2 separate regions of the Pogona vitticeps genome follow, and region 1 is linked to region 2. A link is a contact called in public Hi-C data. All regions are on one chromosome and are shown on one strand. Each heading gives the region's core, a stretch centred on a gene start, on an enhancer-like site or on the middle of the called end of the contact. The rest is flanking DNA. Distances are from core to core; before and after follow the strand shown. Region 1 holds the start of KIF13B (kinesin family member 13B). Region 2 holds the start of INTS9 (integrator complex subunit 9).

The links. A called contact is a pair of places that touch in the nucleus more often than the background predicts.
Region 1: a Hi-C map of blood shows a contact between it and region 2, with 6 times the contacts expected there. The contact joins the promoter of KIF13B here to the promoter of INTS9 in region 2. A contact is called at or near these places in 2 of 2 Hi-C or Micro-C datasets (blood and muscle).

What each region holds. Positions count from the first base shown.
Region 1 is chr1:4,956,274-4,961,113 of PviZW2.1, forward strand. KIF13B (kinesin family member 13B) reads right to left here and starts at 3,197. Exons shown (of 40, transcript XM_078381692.1): 1 at 3,053-3,197. The coding sequence starts at 3,107.
Region 2 is chr1:4,598,874-4,604,069 of PviZW2.1, forward strand. INTS9 (integrator complex subunit 9) reads right to left here and starts at 3,896. Exons shown (of 17, transcript XM_072986470.2): 1 at 3,745-3,896. The coding sequence starts at 3,753. HMBOX1 (homeobox containing 1) reads left to right here and starts at 4,103. Exons shown (of 10, transcript XM_072986550.2): 1 at 4,103-4,502.

The sequences.
Region 1 (4,840 bases), core at 1,947-4,446, 360 kb after region 2:
CCGGTACACATTGGCAAGCCACTAATATGGACAGCTTACATACATAAAAGCAACCACCCCAACCCATCAGGCAGATGATGCAAGCAAACCCTCAGCAGCGACAACAGATAAAAAATAAAATACAATTGAAAATAACATAGATATAATAAGCTATCATGAAGAGAGGATAGATTGGAAGGCTTTTCTGAAATTAAGTATTTTTATTGACTTGATGGAATGCTAGGAGGGAAGAGGCATGGCACACCTCCACTGGCAGTATGGCGGCCTCCACCAAGAAAGCCCAAATCCCGGTCACAGAATTTCGGGGCTTCTCTTGGGGTGGCAACCCGTAGGATCAAAGCCTGGGGGAGCGGGTGGCACAGGCAGACGATCCCAAGGAGAAGTGCTCCGACGAGCCATCAGGTCCAAAACCATCAAGGACCCTCCGTGATCATATTAACACTTTGAATTTGGCATGGAAGCATACAGGCCACCAGTGCCACTGACCCCAAGGCCAGGAAAATCCGATCATACCTCGGGATACCCAAAAGCCAGCCTGCCCACCGCCTTCGACAGCTGCAGCAGCCCTTGTACAACCCTCAAGGGTAGCCCCCACGTAGGGAACACTGCAGCAGTCAATCCCCAAGACCACCAAATCATAAACCAGGGTTGCCGGGGACCTCCTGTCCAGATAGGGAGGCAGGTGTGCAAATTCCTGGAGCAAAAAACAACAACAACACACAGCAAAACAAAAACCTGGCCACAGTCAAGATCTGATCCTACACAGAGAGGAGCAGGCCCAGAAGCACACCCAAATCACAGACCCGGTCTCTCAGAAGGAGCGTAGCATCAGCAGGAGGATAGTTAAAGTGTGCAAGCCAACAAAAGAGTTTGACTTCAATGTGTCGAACCGCCTTAGTGCCACTGCCCTTTCGGCACCTGTATAAGATTTTTAAAGAGCCGAACCCCTGCAATTTCTCCCCCTCCCTCTCAAACATTAGCAGAGGGCGATTCTTCACATCTAACCGCCTTAACACGACACACCTTAGTTGCCGTATCATGACACAACCTCTGTCGGCCTCCCGACACACCTCCCATTACCTCATTGTCGTTGCCACCTGTAGAAAACTCACCAGCAAAATATGACTTGCAGCCAAAGAAGCCGACCGGGATCCCCGTCCCACGTCCCACCGCCCTTCTCCAGAAAAGAGGTGCTCAAGGGAGGGACGGGGGACATACAAACACATTTCCTACAAATGCACACCTTCCCATCCAGGATTTCAGATCTGACTCAGTTTTTAATCGGAAAAAGTTTAAAGCTCACATGCAACGAGGCAAGCTCATTCCGTTTGCATGGCGTTGCAAGAGTGTGCCGGAGACACCATTAAAAGACTGGGGAAGAGGCATAGAAGGGGGGGGGTTTAAAATGCACCGGACAAACATAGAAAAAGGAGAATATTAAGCGAGAAAGGGAAGGGAAGAGAGTGTCCAGGGTGCTAAAACTTGCCCGACTTTCCGTCTTCCAAGATTTCCCGTTGGGAATAACTCCTGAACGCCGGGGAAACCTAAATCGCTCCGGACACTCTTCGGGGACACCCCAATACTGACACGAGAGGTGCCTTTTTGGGCTACGGGGGAATTCCTCACTCAACCTAACCTTCCCCCCCCACCCCCCGGGGATTGCTGACCAAGGAAGAACATTGCTTTCTTTATTAAAATTTGGGAAATTCGTTTCCTTAGTTGCCTCCCTATCTCCTGCTGGAGCAAAAAGGCCGTCCTTCGGGGGGGGGCGCTCCCATCCCCGCTGCCCGACTGAAAGCAAAAGGGGGACCTCCAGAGTAGACCTTTGGTCTAGATGGGCGGGAGAGAAATCCAGTAAGTAAATAAAATACATAAACTGCCCCTCCGGCAAGTCAAAGCAAGGATCCGCTCCTTGGGTGCTGCCGACCAGTTAAAGGAACCCCCCCCCTCTGTCCACCTGTTTCTGCCCTTGGGAGACCCTAGGGGTCAATGCCTCCGACCCGCTCCCTCCAAGCCCTCCCTTTTACTCACATGGATTTTTTTGGTGGGGGAGGAAGGCTTTGCTTGAGGGAGGGGGTTCTCAGTTCCCTTCCCTCTGGACGAGAGGGTCTGTAATGAAGCTTTTTGGAGGTGACTTTCACTCTATCCCTCCCTCCCCACATACACTGCAATGTGTGTGGTGGGGGGGTTTCTGCATCACCCCCCCCCCAAACAAAGCAACCATTTCTTCCTCCTCTCCTTGACCCTGCCAAAATTGGTGGGGTGGGCGTGTTAACTGTTTTAAGGGTCTTCCTCGTCTCCCCCATCCCCACATTTTAAGCAGCCAATCCCCCTTCTTTCTCCTTGGGTCTTTTTTATGGGGGGGGGGTTGGTAGGGTCATCTCATTGCATTATTATTTTTTGCAATACAGGGGTCCCCCCTTAGTGTTAAGAGAGGGGGCACCCAGGGGTTTTTCCACGCTCCTCTTTTGGGGACCCCCTCCTCACCCCCTCTCTTGCAAGGGGGGCAATTCTTCTTCCCTCCCATAAAAAGGTTTTTTTTCCCTTTATTCGTCCCCCCCCTCCAAATCCTTCCAGCCCAATCTCAGTGCCATCTTCCCATTGGGGGGGGCTCTTCCTTCTCTCTTCTCCCCTCCCCTCCCCCTCCCCCTCCTGCTTTGGGACAGAGGCTGCCTGGCTCTCTCTCTCCCCACCCCCCCCTTTTCAGAAAGGGTGGGGGTCGCCCCCTCCCCATTTCCTTAGGACACCCTCCCCTCCTTTAAATGGGACACCCTCCCCTTCCCAACCCCCCCTTATCCTCTTTCCTGATGGGGAGGGGAGTTCTCCCTTCCCTGCCCCTCCCCTCTCGGGTGCTTTGGTACCCCCCCCCCATTTTGGGGGGGGTTGAGAGAGAGGAAAGGGGATCCTTCTACCTCCCCCTCCCCAGTACTGGGGGGGTCCCCCTTCCTCTCCCCCCCCAGCACTCTTCCCCTTCGGGGGGGGACTTCTCCTCCTCCTCCTCCTTCCCCCCCCCCCACTGCCAGCCAGCCCCCCCTCCGTCCCCTCGACTCACCCCTCCGGTTGAGGGGCCGGACCCGCACCGCCACCTTCACTTTGGAGCCCCCCATCTCTCTCTCTCTCTCGCCCGCCCGCCTCAGCCTTCCGTCTTCTTCGGGGCAAAGGCGAGCCGAGCACGGGAGGGACCAGCCAGGGGGCGGGAGGGAGGGAGGGGCGGGCCCTCAGGGACCCGCCCACCAGGACTACGACTCCCGGCCTGCCCTGCGCACGCCGACGCCCCACGCCCCTTCCCTCGCCTCTTTTCGGCCCTCCTCGCCTGCCGTCGCCCTTCTTCCCCGGCGCCTGACGGGAAATGGAGTCCGCTCTTTCCCGTCAGGCGGCGGCTCCGCGCTAAGTCTCCTGGGAAGCGTAGTCCGAAGAAGGGGGAGAGGAGGAGGAGGAGGAGGAGGAGGAGGCGGCCAACAAAGTCGAGGCGCTTTCCTCCAACCTGAGGGCTTGGGGAACTACAGGGCCCATGCGGGCTGGGGATGATGGGTGCTCGAGTCGCCCGCCGCCCTAACGCGTCCTTCCCAAGACCTCGAGAATATACATATATACAGACAGACTGACAGACTGATTGATTGATTGATTGATTGATTGATTGATCCCCCTCAGAGTGACCTCAGCCCCCCCCCGGCTGTCTCGAGAGCCAGTGGTTCACAACCTCGGGTGCCCGAATGTTCTCGGACTACAACTCCCAGGAATCCTAGCCGACCCACCTAGGGGTGAAGGCTTCTGGGAGTTGTAGTCCTGGAACATCTGGGGACACCCCCCACCTTCCAGAGGGGCCCAGCTGCTGCTACACCTTTAACATTAAAGAAGGCTTTTAATTGAAATAACGTTCAACTGTGGGTCCTGATGGCAATTTTAATTGTATTTTAATCATTTTATATTTTATTGTATTTTAATTAAATTTTAATTGTTGTAAGCAGCCCAGAGACCTTTGGGTAGAGTGGGCGGCATATAAGTTAAATAAATAAATAAATAAATAAATAAATAAATAAATAAATAACTTTGCCAGGGAGAGGTCAGGCCTCTTTCCCTGCAGCCTCCTTTTTTTCAATGCTAGCAGAGGCTTTTTACCTGATACACACCTCTTGGCCCCCAAAGGACCGCTGAAGACGCAGATCCACGGTCCAAATAAAAAGAGCAGCCGCCTGCCTAGGTTGCAGGGTGAAGAATGATGGACTCTGGGTGTGTATGAACCACAGCATCCATTATCCCCAGCCAGCGTGGCGAGAAAGGATCCCAGTTGCCTTCCAAAGACCTCTGGAGGGCCCCGGGCATCCATGCCGGCTCAAGACTGCATCATGGTGGTGGTGTCGTTGCATGTCGTCAAGTCGCCTCCAACGTATGGAAACCCCGTGAAGGAGTCACCTCCAAAATGCCCCGTCCTCAACTGCCCTCCTTAGTTCTGTGGCTTCCTTGATGGAGTCAGTCCATCTCATGTTTATTTGGCTTTCCTCTTTTCCTACCGCCTTCAACTTTTCCTGCCATTATTCCCAACCTCCTGTAGTTTCCTATTGTTGAGGAGAAGAGCTGTCCCTCTGTGGTGGGGCACAAAACACTTTGTATGCGAGAGATTTCCTTCATGTCCATGCTTTGGTGTCTCTGCTTATGGAAATCAGGGCCCGAGTCAGGAAAGAACCAAGCTTAAGCCCCTGAAGAACAGCTGTCAATACCAAGCATTTAAAAAAAAAAAACACAGGGCTAGCTGGATGGATGATTGGATTCTACATAAAATGGTTTCAGTGGAAAAGTGGTAAAAATGGAAAAATCCAAAGGGCTAGTCAGGATCCACATC
Region 2 (5,196 bases), core at 2,646-5,145:
CCCGGTTTCTGGTCTTTTCCTTTCGGGCCTCTCTCGGCGTTAGGCTCCTCAGCCTTATCTCCTGGCTCGCGCGAGTGACACGGGTAGATCTAGGTGGGAGAAGGCGTTCCATGATCTGCTGTGAGATTAAGGAGGACCAGCAGTGGCATTTTGCCCCTGCCGATCTCCCTCCAAAGGTCATCTTGCAGGGCAACCAATGCCATCTCCATGCCATGATGTGGCGCGAAGATGAATCCAGACTGGAATGGATTACTAGGCATTGGGTCTTCTCCAGGACTGCCTGCAGCTGACCAGCCACCACCCTCTCCACTAGTTTGCTTAAAAATGGAACATTGGTGACAAACCAGAACCATCCATTTAAAAAACCCTACTCAGGCAGCCAGTCCCTCAAGGAAAGCTTGCTTGAAGAAAAAAGGTCCTCGTCTGTTTGCGGAAGGACAGCAAAGATGGAGCTAATCTGAGACAGTGAGTTCCATAGTTTAGGGGCAGTGACACAGAAGGGAGAAACAAAGGGCAAACCACCACTAAAACAAAGCAGAACCAAGAACCCCGCAGTGGGACGAGGGCACAAAGCAGGGCCTATTTCGCAACTTGATCTGGACCCGAGTTCGAAAAAGTTACCCTTTTAAGTTTTGCTGGTTGGAGGATTCGGAGCGTCGGAGATATCGAAAGTAACTTTTCCAAGCTTTGATCTTAACTAGCCGGGAAAGGAAAGTGAATTGGGCCAGGAGGTAGAATTATTTATTTCCCTAACATTTATCCGTGGACTGGTCTTCGATTTTGGCCACCTGGATGGAATTTCCAGTTGTTTCACCCTAGTGACAGCCCTGATTCGAGATGTTCTGCAGATATTTAAAAGAGAAAGAATCATCCTGAGCAGAGTGGGCTCGCCAGCTCCCATCAACGATAACTGTTGAGGCCGAGATGCACCATCTTGACCTCTGCCACCCAGACCCTCGCTTGGTGGACGGAGCCAGGAAAGAAAGAGTAAGAATTTGCTTCTACCCTTTCTACAGTCGGATGCTTTGGCACCTCCTGAAGGAAGGGGCATATTCATGCTGCCACTTAAGAGCTATCAACGCACAGATAGATCCTGCGCTGACACTAAGTGGTAAAGAATTACCCGCCATTCGAGACGGAAATTAGGAAGCGCAATGCCAAGCCTGAGTTCTCTTAGCACTTACCAGATGGCTCTCGAGGATTTCCACTCTGCCACCCTATTAAATCGTAATCACTAAGTGTGGGAGAGCAAAACCCGTTTGTGTACATGCAAGAGAATTTCCAAGATACAAACAGGCTGAGAGTTAACACAAAGAACGACTTTACACGCTTAGATCGGGGCTAGTTTGAAGTTCAAATGGTCTGTAGAACCTGCAGTGTAAGGTCAGGGAATTTTTGACTCTCCTGATCATCATCATCATAACTAGCTATAACTGCAGCTCTTGCCATTTGGGTGGGCATTTGAGGAGTTAAATGTCCAAAACACTTTGAGGCACAAAGTTCTTCGTGCCTGCTGTAAAGGTGAGCATGTCAATTTTATAAAAATCAGTATGGAAAAATCAGTATACAAAGGTGAGAGGGTCTCCTGCTTCCAATGTATGGCCCTCTGGACTAACAACTTTTTCTTTTGCTCTCTTTCTCTGTGTCTCCCCCTCTTTATTCAGACAGCAAATAATGCTTGCTAGGTAAAGGTTTCCCTTGACATTTAGTCCAGTTGTGTCCGATTCTAGAGCGCGGTGCTCATCCCCAACTCCAAGCCATAGAGCCAGCGTTTGTCCGAAGATAGTTTCCGTGGTCACGTGGCCAGCACGACTACACACGGAACACCGTGACCTTCCCACAGAGGTGGTGCCTGTTTATCGACATGCATTTATATGCTTTCGACCGGCTAGGTTGGCAGGAGCTGGGACAAGCGACGGAAGCTCCCTCCGTCACGTGGATTCTATCTTACGACGGCTGGTCTTCTGACCCTGCAGCACAGAGGCTTCTGCGGTTTAACCCACAGCGCCACCAGGTCCCCTGTTGCTTGTTAGGACTCCATTGAAGCTTATTTGCTTTTCATGCCCTCTGGACATCTGTAACCACCTCTAAAGGAAAAAGGAAAGGGGTGGATGTATACGGGTGGCTGCTCACACTTCACTGACCCATGTCATCACTCCTGTCTGTCACAGAGAGGTCCGGCTGGGTTGTGAGTGGATGAAATTTTGACATCGCATTGTTGTTTGAACGCGCTGTAAGCAATCACAAGCAAGCCTTCAGAATGGCCCATCAGGGTGTTCAAGCAACTGCCACAAAATTTTGCTCTGCCGACAGGTGCTGCCGAGGCTGCTCCTCAAAAGCTGGCCGCTCCGTTTTTCCGGAAGGCTTGGGAAGAACATGAAGATTGACCTTCCTGTGGCACCCATTCTCTCTTTGAATCTCTCCGTGTGAAAGACAAGTTCGCTCACAGGCAGCTTCTCTTCCCTTTGCTACAAGCTTTAAGAATGAGAAGATGGCCCAGCCCGGTTTAGATCTTTGGAACGAAAAGCCGAGCCAAAACCACCCTGAGACTTAACAATGCAGATAAAACACAACAGGGACAACAACAGAGAACCCTGTGCTGACACCTGAAAAATTATTATGGCTTTTTTGGGGGGGGGGTGTGAGCAGAGACTACCTTGCTACCTCCACGCAGGACCTAACAGCTGTTTGCCTCATCAGAAAAATGTTCTGATGTGCCGTCACATCGCCTTCAAATTATGTCGACCCCATTAACGAGCGATCTCCAAAATGTCCTGCCCTCAACTGCCCTGTTCTTGTAAACTCAAGCCTTGTGCCTTCCTTTAGGGAGTCCGTCCATCTTGCATTATTGGGTCTTCCTCTTTTCCTGCTGCCTTTCCACCTTTCCCAGCATGAGGGTCTTTTCCAAAAGAATCCTGCCTTCTCGGGACATGTCCAAAGTAGGACAGCCTCGGTTTCAACATTTTGGCCTCCAGAGATCATTTTAGAGTTTTATTCGCTCTGGGACCTACTTCTTTTGTCATTCTGGCCATCACGGATATTCAAAAAAAAAGCTCTCCTCTATGGGGTGACATTTGAAACCAATGAGGTTTTTTTAAAAAAAGAAACGTTAGGTAGTAAGAATAGGACATAACACGGAAGATGAGCCCTTTTCCAAGACAACAGCTTTTTCTTAACAAAAAAAAAAAGGTGAGTGGGTTTCTGGGCCAAAGATACAGGTACACAAAAAACAAGATGTGGTTTTGCAGGGAGACCCCTAAAGCACTCTGTGCATGCTCAAAAAACACAGCCTTCCACCCTTTCCTTGGCTTTCAAGCCCAAAAAACAAAAACACTCCGGAGCCATCAAAATCCATGAGGAGCTGAAACTTTTAACAATCCATGAAACTCTTCCTTGGCATGATGGATCGATACCTGTTCATGGCTGGATTAAAATGTGGTTTCTGTTTAAATGGGTGTGTGTGTGTGGAGAATATTGGGGGGACGAAACAGGGCTTTTGATCCCTTGACCCCTGAGGGATGGAGAAGAAAGGGGCGGGAAAGGAGGAGGAGGAGGAGAAAGAATGCCATTTAAGGAATTAATTAATCTTGCTCAAATGCAAATTCCTCACCCAAATTGGGTCAAAGAGCTACAGCCCACCTCCCCCTAAGTGGCAAGTGGGGTGAAATGGGGTGTCCCCCTCATATCCTTCCCCTACCAAGTCTATCCCAACCCTTCCCCCCCCCCCAGGACCAACACACTCACCAGCTTCATGCTTTCGCCCGACTCTATTTCGCCCAGACCATCCTCCTGACGCTTTCCTGGCCCGGCCCGCTCCCAAAGGCCTCCTGGGAAATGTAGTCCGCGGCTCCGCCCGCTTTTTATGAGTCCCCTCTCCTCTTCCTAACCCCACGAATGAAGTCATCGCCCGGCCTTTCCGTCCCGCAAAGCCCGCTGGGAAGCGTAGTCTTCTCCCCCCTCCTCCTCTTCTCTCCCTCCCTCCCTCCCCTCATCTGCCGCCATTCCATTGGCTCGGCCGCTCGAGCGCGGCCTGCTGGGAGTCGTAGTTCCCCTCTGCCGCCTCTCCCCAGCCACCTTAGGGGAGGGAGAACTACAAGTCCCAGGGCTTCCCCGCGGCGGCAGGTGGGAGCTTGGATGTTGATATCAACATGGCGCTTGTCAGACAGACAAAGACAGTCAGTCTGGTCTGATTGAGCCCAAAGGGGAGCAGGAAGGAGGGGGGAGGCGCCTTTCCCCCCCCCTTTTAAAATTTTTCTTGGGGGGGGGCAGCCTCGGAGAGCAGGGGCTGGGGGCTTGATCCGTGAGGAACCCCGGGCAGCATCCTTTCCTTTTATTTAGCAGGCTCCTCTCTCTCTTTTTTCTTAATTTATTTTTTTTAAGAGGAGAGGGGAAAAAAAAAAAGGGGGGGAATTCCCTTTATTTTTTTCCACCTTTTTGGGGGAGCTACCCGCCACTTCTCCTGCTCCATGGTCAAGCGGAGAGGAAGGGATCCGGACCCAAAGGTGAGTGTCCTTTGAGGAGGGAAGGGCAGGATCCCGGAAACGTGGAGCGATCTTGCCAAAAGGCGACCCAAAAGGGGGGGGGGTGTCGTGGCTTCTCTCTCTCCCCCCCTTCTGCCTTTTGTTTTAATTTTTTTGGGGGGGAGAGTCTGTCTGGTTGGAGAAATTCAGAATTCCCCCCCCCCTTTTTTTCTGGTTTTCTTTTTCTTCTCTGTCTTTTTTTTTTCCTTCTTTTTTGGGGGGGTGTCAAGAAGGGTTGGGTGGGAAGGAAGCGACCCTTCCCTCCAAGCTTCTCAAGTGACTTTGTGGTGTGTGTTTGTGTGAGAAGATTTTAGAGTTTGTGGGCTGGGGAAAGGGGAAAAGATCAAAATCCCACCCACCCCTTTTCTGTGCTGAACAGGCAAAAAAAAAAAAAAAAAAAAAAGGTTGATGAATTCGATTTTTTTTAAAAAATGGTTTTGGTTTCCTTTTTTATATATATATATGTAACAGGGAAGTTCAAAAGCTCGGGATAGGAGGGTCCCCTTGAAAGGGGATGGTGTCGAGCAAAAGAGGTGGAGAGGAGAGGCTTCTTTGAATGTCCAGTCAAGATCACTCTGATCACAGGTTATTTGCCGGTGAACTCCCTTGAGCTGGTGCAGAGGCAAAAAAAGAAAATACGGTCCCCCACCTTGCCTCACTTTGGACATCATGGGGC